2 separate regions of the Sus scrofa genome follow, and region 2 is linked to region 1. The links are chromatin contacts, called in public promoter capture Hi-C maps. All regions are on one chromosome and are shown on one strand. Each heading gives the region's core, a stretch centred on a gene start, on an enhancer-like site or on the middle of the called end of the contact. The rest is flanking DNA. Distances are from core to core; before and after follow the strand shown. Region 1 holds the start of RRP7A (ribosomal RNA-processing protein 7 homolog A). Region 2 holds the start of CYP2D25 (vitamin D3 25-Hydroxylase).

The links. Promoter capture Hi-C pulls out the DNA fragments that hold promoters and counts their contacts.
Region 2: a promoter capture Hi-C map of fetal skeletal muscle shows a contact between it and region 1, with 4 times the contacts expected there. The contact joins the promoter of CYP2D25 here to the promoter of RRP7A in region 1. A contact is called at or near these places in 1 of 5 promoter capture datasets (fetal skeletal muscle) and 1 of 2 datasets of contacts at active chromatin or transcription factors (alveolar macrophages).

Annotation. Positions count from the first base shown.
Region 1 is chr5:6,204,515-6,210,238 of Sscrofa11.1, forward strand. It overlaps RRP7A (ribosomal RNA-processing protein 7 homolog A), which reads left to right and starts at 3,981. Exons shown (of 8, transcript XM_021091431.1): 1 at 3,981-4,112. The coding sequence starts at 4,040.
Region 2 is chr5:6,535,550-6,540,794 of Sscrofa11.1, forward strand. CYP2D25 (vitamin D3 25-Hydroxylase) reads left to right here and starts at 3,472. Exons shown (of 9, transcript NM_214394.1): 1 at 3,472-3,725; 2 at 4,708-4,879. The coding sequence starts at 3,537.

The DNA of each region.
Region 1 (5,724 bases), core at 2,731-5,230:
AATTCAACCCCTAGCCTGGGGATTTCCATGTGCTTCGGGTGTGGCCCTAAAAGAAAAGAAAAAAAAAAAAAAAAAAAAAGATAACACACCCCAAAACACTATAGATAAAGCAAAATGGAATTCTTTAAAAAATGTCCAAATAACCCACAGGAAAGCTGAAAAAACGAAAAACAGGAGACTTGGGCCCTAACATCAATAAGTGTGTTAAATGCAGATGGGAAGTTCCCAGGTGGCTTAGCAGTTAAGCATTCAGTGTTGTCACTGCTGTGGCTCAAGTTCAACCCTGGCCCAGGAACTTCCGCGTGCCCCAGGCATGGCCATAAATAAGTAAATAAGTAGGTAAGTAAGAGATTGGCAAAGCGGATGAAAAAGCATAACCTAAGTGCATGCAAACTACAAGAAACTCACTTCAAATGTAAGTAGGTTGAGGGGAGTTCCCGTCATGGCACAGTGGAAACGAATCCCACTAGGAACCATGAGGTTGCAGGTTCGATCCCTGGCCTCATTCAGTGGGTTAAAGGATCTGGTGTTGCCGTGAGCTGTGGTGTAGGTCACAGATTCGGCTCAGATCCCGAGTTGCTATGGCTGTGGTGTAAGCCATGGGCTATGGCTCCGATTCGACCCCTAGCCTGGGAACCTCCATATGCTGTGAGTGCGGCCCTAGAAAAGACAAAAACAAACAAAAAACCCCACTAAAAACAGAGCTGCAAAACTGATAGAATTGAAAGAAGAGCAGGGAGTTCCCTTTGTGGCTCAGCGGTTAACAATCCCGAAAAGGAAAAAAACAAGAATAGCAAATCCATACTTACACTGGAAACTTCAACACCCCCCCCCTCTTTTTTTTTTTTTTTCCTGGCCACGCCATGGCAAGTGGAAGTTACTGGGCCAGGGATCAACACTGCAGTTGTCACCTGCACAACAGCTGCCCTGTACAACAGCTGCGGCAGTGTCAGATTCTTAACCCACTGCTCCACAAGGGAGCTTCAACACCCTGCTCTTTTTGTTTGTTTGCTTTTGGTTTTTTGTTTGTTTGTTTTTTGTTTTTTTGGGGTTTTTTTGCTTTTTAGAGCCACACCCAAACATATGGAAGTTCCCAGGCCAGGGGTTGAATGGGAGCTTTATGTAGCTGCAGACCTACATACACCACAGCTCACAGCAACACTGGATCCTTAAACCATTGAGCGAGGCCAGGGATCAAACCCGCATCCTCATGGATACTAGTCAGATTCATTTCCATTGCACCACAGCGAGAACTCCCCTCCTCTCTTAATAATAGGTGGAACTAGACAGAAAACCAGCAAGGATGTAGAAGAACCAAACAATACTATCTCAACCAACAGGATCCTATCAACATAGAATATTTCACCCAACAAAAGACACATTATTTTTAAACATTTATGGAATGTATACCAAGATGGATCCTATCCTGACCTATAAAACAAAAATCAACAAATAAAAAGAATTGAGGAGTTCCCTTATGGCTCAATGGGTTAAAGATCTGGCAGTTGTCACAGCTGTGGCTCTGGTTTCAGCTGTGGCGCAAGTTCGATCCCTGGCCCAGGAACTTACACATGCTGTAGGCTTGGCAAAAAAAAAAAAGGACATTCTCCTCTGTTTCTCTCTTTAACTGTAGAAGGCGCTTTTAGAAATTAATAATTTCTATACCACAGCCACAGCCACGAGGGATCCTTAACCCACTGAGTGAGGCCAGGGATCAAACCTGTGTCCTCATAGGTACTAGTTGGGTTTGTTTCCACTGAGCCACAGCAGGAACTCCGAATTGCTGGATTTTAGATAATTTTTTTTCTTTTCTTTCTTCTTTTTGGTCTTTTGTCTTTTTAGGGCTGTACCCGAGGCATATGGAAGTTCCCAGGCTAGGGGTCTAATTGGAGGTGCAGCTGCCACCCTACACCACAACCACAGCAACTCGGGATCTGAGCCACAGCAACCTACACCATAGCTCATGGCAACACCAGATCCTTAACCCACTGAGCGAGGCCAGGGATTGAACCTGAATCCTCTTGGATACTAGTCGGATACTAGTCAGGTTCCTAACCTGCTGAGCCACAAGAGGAATGCCCAATTTTTCTTTTTTTAAAGACAACCATTATGTGTCACACATCGCAAATTAGTTAACAGGACTTTCATAATATTCAAGAAAAAAAGTATTTGGGACCAAGTGTCTCTCAGTATGGAATTATGCTAGACAGAAACAGTTATGCATCGACTGCTGCTTTAAGCAATAGGACACTTCAGCTGTATGTAATGGTACCTAATCAGGGGAAAAACAGGGGGAAGTTCCTGGGCTAGGGATTGAACCCATGACACAGCAGTGACAACACCAGATTCTTACCTGCTGCGCCAAAAGGGAATTCCTCTCTTAGCTTTTAATAGCATCTCTACATCAGCAGTTCCCACGTGTATTTCCCCAGGTCAGACCTCCCCGTCTCAACATGGTCCACAGTGAAGTCTGGATCTACCCACCCTTTCCTGCTCCAAGCCCATCTTTCCTACATTCTTCCCATCTCAACAAATGACACCATTCTTCTGGCTGTTCAGATATCGAAACCTGGCAGGAGTCCTGTATTTCTCTTTTTTCTCACACTGCATCTCTCACTAAATCCTATTGGAATGATTCAAAGCATACCCAGAATCCGACCACTTCTCATCACCTCCACTGCCACTTCCCTGGTGACCAAGCCATCTTCTTTCCTCTAGATTATTGCGATGGTGTCCTAAGAAATCCTGCTGCTACCCTGGCCATTCCACGGTCTAATTGCAACTCAGCAGCTAAAGCGACTGTTTACACATCACTCCTCTCTCAAGATCCCGCAGCGGTCCCCCATCACACTCACTAGCAATTAAAGTGCTTCTGGGAGTTCCCGTCGTGGCTCAGCGGTTAACGAACCTGACTAGTATTCGTGAGGAGGCGGCTTCCATCCCTGGCCTCGCTCAGTGGATTAAGGATCCAGCGTTCCGTGAGCTGTGGTGTAGGTCACAGATGTGGCTCAGATTCTGCATTGCTGTAGCTGTGGTGTAGGCCGGCAGCTGTAGCTCCAATTCGACCCCTAGCCTGAGAACCTCCATATGCCTCGGTGCAGCCCTAAAAAGACAAAAAATAAAAATAAAGTGCTTCTGGGGGTCTACCCGATCCTCTCTGAGCTTGGCCCACTGTGCTTCCTTCCTGATTCTACCGTGACAGGTAGGCTCCAGTGGTTCTTGCCAGTTCCTTCTGCCCAGGACTCTCTCCAATGAACACCTTGCTCCCTCACCTTCCTCAGTAGCCGCTCAAATGTCGCTTCAGTGAGGTCATCACCTTGTTTTTTGTTCGTTTGTTTTTTGGGCATATGGAAGTTCGCTGGCCAGGGATAGAATCCCAGCGGCACCACTGGGTCCATAACCCACAGCTCCACAGCAGGAACTCCCCTCCTCTAATTTAAAATTACAGCGCTTCTCTTTACCGCACTCCCCATTCCACCTTCGGTTTTCTCTTCAGCACTTTGCATGACACCAGGTACTTTATAGTTTACTTCTTCATGTGTTTATAGTTTCTTTAGAATGTAAACTCTGAGAAGGCTGTTTTTTGGTTTTGGTTTTGGTTTTGAAAGATTTGGGGGTTTTTTGGTTGTGCCTGCTCCCCAGCCAGGAATTGAACCTGAGTCACAGCAGGGATGATGCCGTAACCTTAACTCGCTGAGCCACCAGGGAACTCCCCCGAGTGCATTCACTGTTATTTGTGGAATGGATGAAAGAGTAAATGAAAGTTGAGATCGCACCTTTGAACGGCCCTGGTCTACGCCATTTACTCCCACATTCACGCGCTCACTTTTTCCCAAGCAAATGAAGGTTGGGTCCTGCGAGCACAACCGGCACAACCAGAGGGAGCTGGGACATTGGGGCGGCGTGGGATAGAGGTTTGCACGAGAGGAGGGCCTGAATGGAGAGGGCGGGGCCCCACGCGGCGCCGTCGTCTTGGAAACGGTCCCTCCCACCGCCGAACTACAACTCCCAGGGGCCTCCGCGGCTTCCGGTCGACAAGATGGTGGCCCGCAGGAGGAAGCGTGCAGCGCGGGACCCTGAGAAGGGGCTTCTGAGCCCGCCCGGCTACTCAGGTGAGGGGCTGCGGGACGCGGGGCCAGGGGATGGCTAGGCTTCGCCGGGAAGAGGCCTGGGGTCGGCAGTGGCTCGCGGCCCCCAGGAGCAGCCGCACGTAAAGGCCCGAAAGGTCGTGAGGCCGCGGCCCCACAAGACCCACGCGGCGCTCTGTTCTCGGCTGGCTCCACTCGCCCGAGATCAGTCTGGTGTGGTTAACGCTTCCCTTAAGTGAATCTACCTCTGTCCACACTCTCACAGGGCGAACCTGTGTCTGTCTACACTCTGCTCCTGAGGTGCGCGACTTCCACTTACCTGCACCTCTTTGCAGTTCCTAGTCCCCTTCGGCTCTCACCTGGGCCAGTATGTGTTTCTGTCCTTGTGCCTGCCTTCTCTTTTTCACCCGGGAACCAGAATGTTCTTTTTTTTTTTTTTTTTTCTTTGCATTTCTTGGCTGCTCCGAGCATATGGAGGTTCCAGGCTAGGGTCGAATCGGAGCTGTAGCTGCCAGCCTACGCCAGAGCCACAGCAACGCAGGATCCGAGCTGCGTCTGCAACCTACACCACAGCTCACGGCAACGGTTAAACCCACTGAGCAAGGGCAGGGACTGAACCCGCAACCTCATGGTTCCTAGTCGGATTCGTTAACCACTGTGCCACGACGGGAACTCCAGAATGTTCTTTTTAAAGTCAGATTTTTTTTTCCCTTCTGGGCCGAGCATGCAGCATGTGGAAGTTCCTAGGCCAGGGATCGAACCCGCGCCCCCGCGCCGCGGCAGTGACACACGGATCCTTAACCCGCTGTGCCACAAGGGAATTCCCTTAAAGTAAGATTTAAATCAGATCTACATCAGAGCTTGCCTCGCAAACTATGCCCCCCATGCTCACTGAACTCCCTCCAGTGGCTAAAGTTAGTACCTAAAACAAAATCCACACCTCACATCATTGACCTGTGTGGCTGGCCCCCTCATATTCTGGCACCTGCTAACCTACAGCTCTTTCTGCCTTCTTTTTTTTTTTTTTTTTTTTTTTTTTTTTGTCTTTTGTCTTTTTTGTTGTTGCTATTTCTTGGCCACTCCACGGCATATGGAGTTCCAGGCTAGGGTCCAATCGGAGCTGTAGCCACCGCCTACACCAGAGCCACAGCAACCGGATCCGAGCCGCATCTGCAACCTACACACAGCTCACGCAACGCCGGATCGTTAACCCACTCAGCAAGGGCAGGGACCGAACCCGCCACCTCATGGCTCCTAGTCGGATTCGTTAACCACTGCGCCACGATGGGAACTCCTCTTTCTGCCCTTCTGAGGCAACAAGCTCTTTACATCCTCAGGGTTTTTGTACTTACTGTGCCTTCTTCAGAGCTCCTCACCTCTGCCCTGTTACAGGGCTTTGTGTCATTCTGGTCTAAGCTTTAATATTTGCTTGCTGGAAGAGGCGATCCTGATGGCAGGTCCAAGGGCCTCTGCTGTCCATCACCGCCCCCCACCCCAACTACTTCACTCTATGTGTTTGTTTCTCTCTTGATAAAATCTTGTTACACACTTACTTGCTCTCTTCTCACTTTAGCATGTGAGCTTTCTGAGTGCAGGGGTTGTAACTATCCTCATTGTGCTTTGAAGAAGGTGGGGA
Region 2 (5,245 bases), core at 2,222-4,721, 330 kb after region 1:
CCAAATATGTAAGAGGGGTGTCTTAAGGAAAATACTTTCCTGACAGTGGATGGTTCTTCATCGCTTTGCCATTTGTTCCATCTCCTTTTGACTTATTGATGGTACTGTGAGTGAGACACTTGTGATTGTTCCAGGTGTTTGCTCATCCTGGCTGCTGAGAGGACCGGTTAACTGGGGCATGGTCCGTTCCATGCTTGACTGCTGACTCTAACTCGCCAGCCTCTGCAGGGAGAACTTTCCATGTTCATTTCAACTCCTGCCACTTTTTGAGTTCCATGTGTGTGGGGTTTTTTTAATGGACTATTTTCTAGAAGAGTTTTAGGGTCATAGCAGTGTTGAGCAGAAAGTACAGAGATATCAGAGTTCCCTCTGTGGTGCAACAGGATGGGTGGCCTCTCTAAGCGTCAGACTCAGGTTCGATCCCCTGCCCAGCACAGTGGGTTAAAGGGTCTGTAGGTCACAGCTGTGGCTCAGATCTGATCTCTGGCCTGAGAAACTCCATATGCCGTGAGGAGGCGGGGCAAAAATGGAAAAGAAAGGGGGAAAAACCCAGATATCCCATCTATCTTCTGCCCCCAGACACATGCACACAGCCTCCCTCGGTGTCAGTGCTCCTCCACCACAGTGATGCATCTTCTTGGATTGGTGAGCTTGCATCAGCACCTCACCCAGAGCCCGTAGTTTCCATTAGGGTTCTCTCTTGGAGCACGTCTTGTGGGTTTGGACAAAGAAAGACATGCATCCGGAGTTCCCTTCGTGGCTCAGTGGGTTGAGGAGCCGGTGTTTCCGTGAGCCATGGTGTGAGTCACAGACATGACTTGGATCTGGCGTTGCTGTGGCTGTGCTGTAGGCTGGCAGCTGTAGCTCCATATGCCACGGGTGCAGCCCTAAAAAGCAAAAAAAAAAAAAAAGACATGTATCAACATTCGAGTATCAGAGTAGTTTCACTGCCCTAAGAATCCTCTGTGCCCCGCCTCTTTGTCCCCTCCCCGCAACCTCCTGGCAACCACTGATCATTCCCTGTCTCCGTAGTTTTTGCCTTTTCCAAAATCTGGAGTCACACAGTAAATTGCCTTTTCAGATTGGTTTCTTCCATGTGGTAATGGGTGTTTAAGGTTCTTCCATGTCTTTGCATGGCTTGATAGCTCATTTCTTTTTTAGTGCTGAAGAAAATTCCATTGCCTGGACGTACCACTGTTGAAAGGGTGATTAACAAACACAACAGCATGACCATCTGAACCAGTAAGTGCTCCATTCAGTAGTGTTCAGTACATTCACATTGTCGTGCAGCCAGAACTTTCTCATCCTGCAGAAGCCAAAACCCAGGGGAGGCGAGGCCGCTGGGCCCAGAGTGCAGCGCCCTGAGCAGCGAAACCCAGCTTCCCCTCGTCCTGTGCCCAGGGTGGCGTGGGGACTGAAAGGTTTCTTCCATGGGCGCTGGGGGCGGGGGCGCTAACAAAATGCCACCAACTTCCCTAGCACCCAGCTAGGTGCTGCAGCTCCCTACCCGCTTTCTGGAGCTCTCTCCAGGGGGTGTGCTCGGCATTACTTTGGGGTCCCAGGGCCTGGCACTTCTGCTCCGCCGTCTTGCTGACATCACCCTGGACTCAGTCTCAGGTCCCTGTATCCAGAGGAGCCTTCCCTACACAGTGAACACCAGTGACACTGGGATGGAGGGGCGGGGAGCGGGGGAGTGGGGGCTCATCCCTCTGGCCGCAACAGCTTCACCAGAGCAGAAGCCAGCAAGGGCAGGCTGAGAATGTTTCTAAAGTAATCTCAGTAACTTAAATGCTGGCCCTGATTGAAGTTCACATCCAGCATAGACCAGTAGCTCAGCGTGAGTTTTCAGGTGCACCTAATGGTACTCTGACCCCCTGGTGCAATCCCTGAGACTGCGCTTTGGAGGCCATAAAGCCACCTATTACAGAGTGTGGGGAGGATGGGGAGTGAACAGCAGCGCCTGGCCTGTGAGTGCTGGGTGAACAGAGGCTAGGATTGCACAGTGATTGCAAAAGGTTGCAGATTATCCTCAAGGTCGTCAAGGCCATTGACCTTGAGGTTGCAGATTATCCTCAAGGTCGCCCTGTCCTGGGCAACAGGTTCCCAGTATGGGGAGGGCCCTGCCTAAACTACAGATGTGTCTGACACTGCCCTTCATGTGTCCATTAGCGTGACTGCTTGGAAGAGAGCATGACACCTCCAAAACCAAGGGTAGGCAAAGGCAATTGATCCAAGGGCACTGTGAGACGAACACTTGAACCATCCTGCCAGCCCCATTCATACCACCTGATTCTCTGGCTGTCCTGGGTGGAAAATTGCTGCCAGACGGGACAGGAACATTCACCTGAGGCCAGCTGAGAGACCCCAGGCTGGATCTGAGATGTCACCAGGGTGCCCGTGGGTCTTACCCTCTTTGTAGAATGGCCTTAAAACTGGTTTCCCTGCCTCCTTGAGGTCCCAGAACCCCAGTTCCCCACGATCCATGAGGCCTGTTCCTCTGAGGACAGTCACAGCCTATGCTAAGCCACCGTGGAGGCTGACTGGTAGCTCAGTCAACAAGGGCAAGTGCCCCCTCCACGTTTTTCCGAGTCAGGAAATGACACAGAAAGGCAATGGACGGCCGCAAGAGCTAGAAGGTCCGAGGACCAATTGTAACAAACAGGAAAGGGTCTCTGGGCCATCAGGGAACTAGGGAGCTCTGAAAACAGTCCTCCTGCCTCCCCGTCCCCAGACTCCGGTGGCCACGGCCACAACCAGGTGGAAGCCAAGAAAGGGCTGAGCCAGCAGCCAGCCAGGTGAGGGGCCTCAGCACCCCTGCGAGCAGCCTTGGGGTGGGGTGGGGTAGGGGGTCAGGTCTGGGCAGCCACTGAGAAGTAGAGGGTGTGTGTGCGTACATGTGGTACATATGTGTTAATGTGTGGGTTTGTGGGTGTGTAAATGTGTGCGTGTGAGTAAGCAGTGTGTGGGTGGTTTATGAGTGTGTGACTGTGTCTGTGTTCAGTGTTCTAATGAAATGAGGGGATGCCAAGACCTTTATCCCCCATGATGGTCCCTCTGGTCACGACGATCTCCCTCCAGCACTGGGCAGGTGCCACTGAAAAACCTGGGCCACTCAGGAGGCAGCAGGACAAGGGTATGTTCTGGGGCTGAGGCTGTGGCCACATCAGGGAGTGTGAGCCCTAAGTGACAAGAGTGGCAGAGTCAAGTGTAAAGACGTCTGATTCTTTGGAAGTTTTACAGAGGTGGGAATCCGGCCAGGGTGAAGGAGGACTTCTTGTGTCCTTGCGGCAAGCACATGGAGAGGGCAGGAGGGACAGTCACCATACCCACACCTGACTTTCCCGGGCCCCTCCCCCACCCCTTGCACCCTCTGGCAGCCCAGTCTCCCTGGCAGGTTGGCTCAGAGCAGAGGGCAAAGACCAGTCTCGGCTCCCTTTATAAAATGGGCCTAGGCTGGTCAAGCCTTCAGAGTGCTCTGCATGGCCTGGTCTTAGGTGCTTGGTGCGGTGAGGAGCCCAGTGTGCACTGAGGCAGCCATGGGTCTGCTGACTGGGGATTTACTGGGGATCCTGGCCTTGGCCATGGTCATCTTCCTGCTCCTGGTGGACTTGATGCACCGGCGCTCACGCTGGGCTCCACGCTACCCACCGGGCCCCATGCCACTGCCTGGGCTGGGTAACCTGCTACAAGTGAACTTCCAAGACCCACGTCTCAGCTTTATCCAGGTGAGCAAGGTGATGGTGGGAAGTGGGCAGTGAAGGTCTTAGGGACCCCACACAGCAGCAGACTGTGGTCACTGGACAAAGCCACAGTCTGGCCTAGGAGCTGGGCTGAGAAGAGGAGGCAGATTCGAGAGGCTTCCTGAGGGAGGGTGTTTGTGCAGTTCCTGAGGACAGTTCAGATTTTCCAAGCAAAGTTCAGAGAGGGCAAAGGTGGAGGTGGGGGTTGGGGTGGACATGACTCGGCTACAGGCTGGGAATTCGGTTGGCCAGCACCTAAATGGTGTGAGCCTGAGCCCCTCTGATTACATCAGAGGAGGAAGTGTCTTGAGAAGGGGGATGGGCATCTGGTCATGAGCTCTATTTATTTCTTTATTTTGTTTTTTTGTTTGTTTGTTTTTAGGGCCGCACTTGCAGCATATGGAGGTTCCCAGGCTAGGGGTCGAATCAGAGCTGCAGCTGCTGGCCTACACCACAGCCACAGCAACATAGGATCTGAGCCATGTCTTCAGCCTACACCACAGCTCATGGCAATGCTGGATCTTTAACCCACTGAGCGAGGCTAGGAATCGAACCCGCCACGTCATGGTTACTAGTCAGGTTCGTTTCCACTGTGCCACATCAGGAACTCCATGAGCTCTATTTAAATCAGGAAGTTCAGGCTGAGAGAGGTGCAGTGATCTGGTTCAAATCTTTTGTCACCTTGAGACCCTGGGCCCCGGTGCTCACCTTTATGAACCTTGGTTTCTTCCCCTGTAAAATGGGGTGCTAACTTGGCCTATTGACAATTTTGGTGACCTTTACACAGTCATAGCTGGGTGATTTGAGGCAACTTGAGGTCCTGGACCATAATGTATGTAACTCCCAGGGTCCTAAGGCTGGATGAAGTCCTTGCAGCAGGGGTCCCCCAAGGCTAACGCCGTGAGGCTAGGCCTGCAGCCTGGTGGGGCCTGAACTTGACAAAACGCCTTTGACCTTTGGCCTGCAGCTGCGGCGCCGCTTTGGGGATGTATTCAGCCTGCAGCAGATCTGGAGGCCCGTGGTCGTGCTCAATGGGCTGGCGGCTGTGCGGGAGGCGCTGGTGTCCCACAGCCATGAAACCTCCGACCGCCCACCTGTGTTCATCTTAGAGCACCTGGGTTACGGGCCGCGCTCCGAAGGCAAGCAGAGGAGGGGGTGGACCGCGCCTTGGCGGGACTGGGCCAGCAATGACCCGATACCCGCAGGGCCAGGCGGAGGCAGGGCCGTGGACGTTGGGTGCAAGAAGAGTCAGCGAATTTGAAGGGGCGGCAGGCAGGTGTAGGGAGTCTGTGGCCAAGAGTTGAGCGAGGAAGAATATGTGTGAGGCAGAGGAGGGTGAGGCCTGAGAGAGGGCGGCCCAGGGCCACTGCGGACCGAAGGGAAGGTCAAGTTCCAGAGGAACTAGGAGGATGAAGTCAAAGTGGGCGGAGCCGGGGCGAGCCAGGACCTTTCCAGAACGGTCACGATGAGCAAAGCAAAAAGTGGGGCCAAGACCGGGCCCTAGC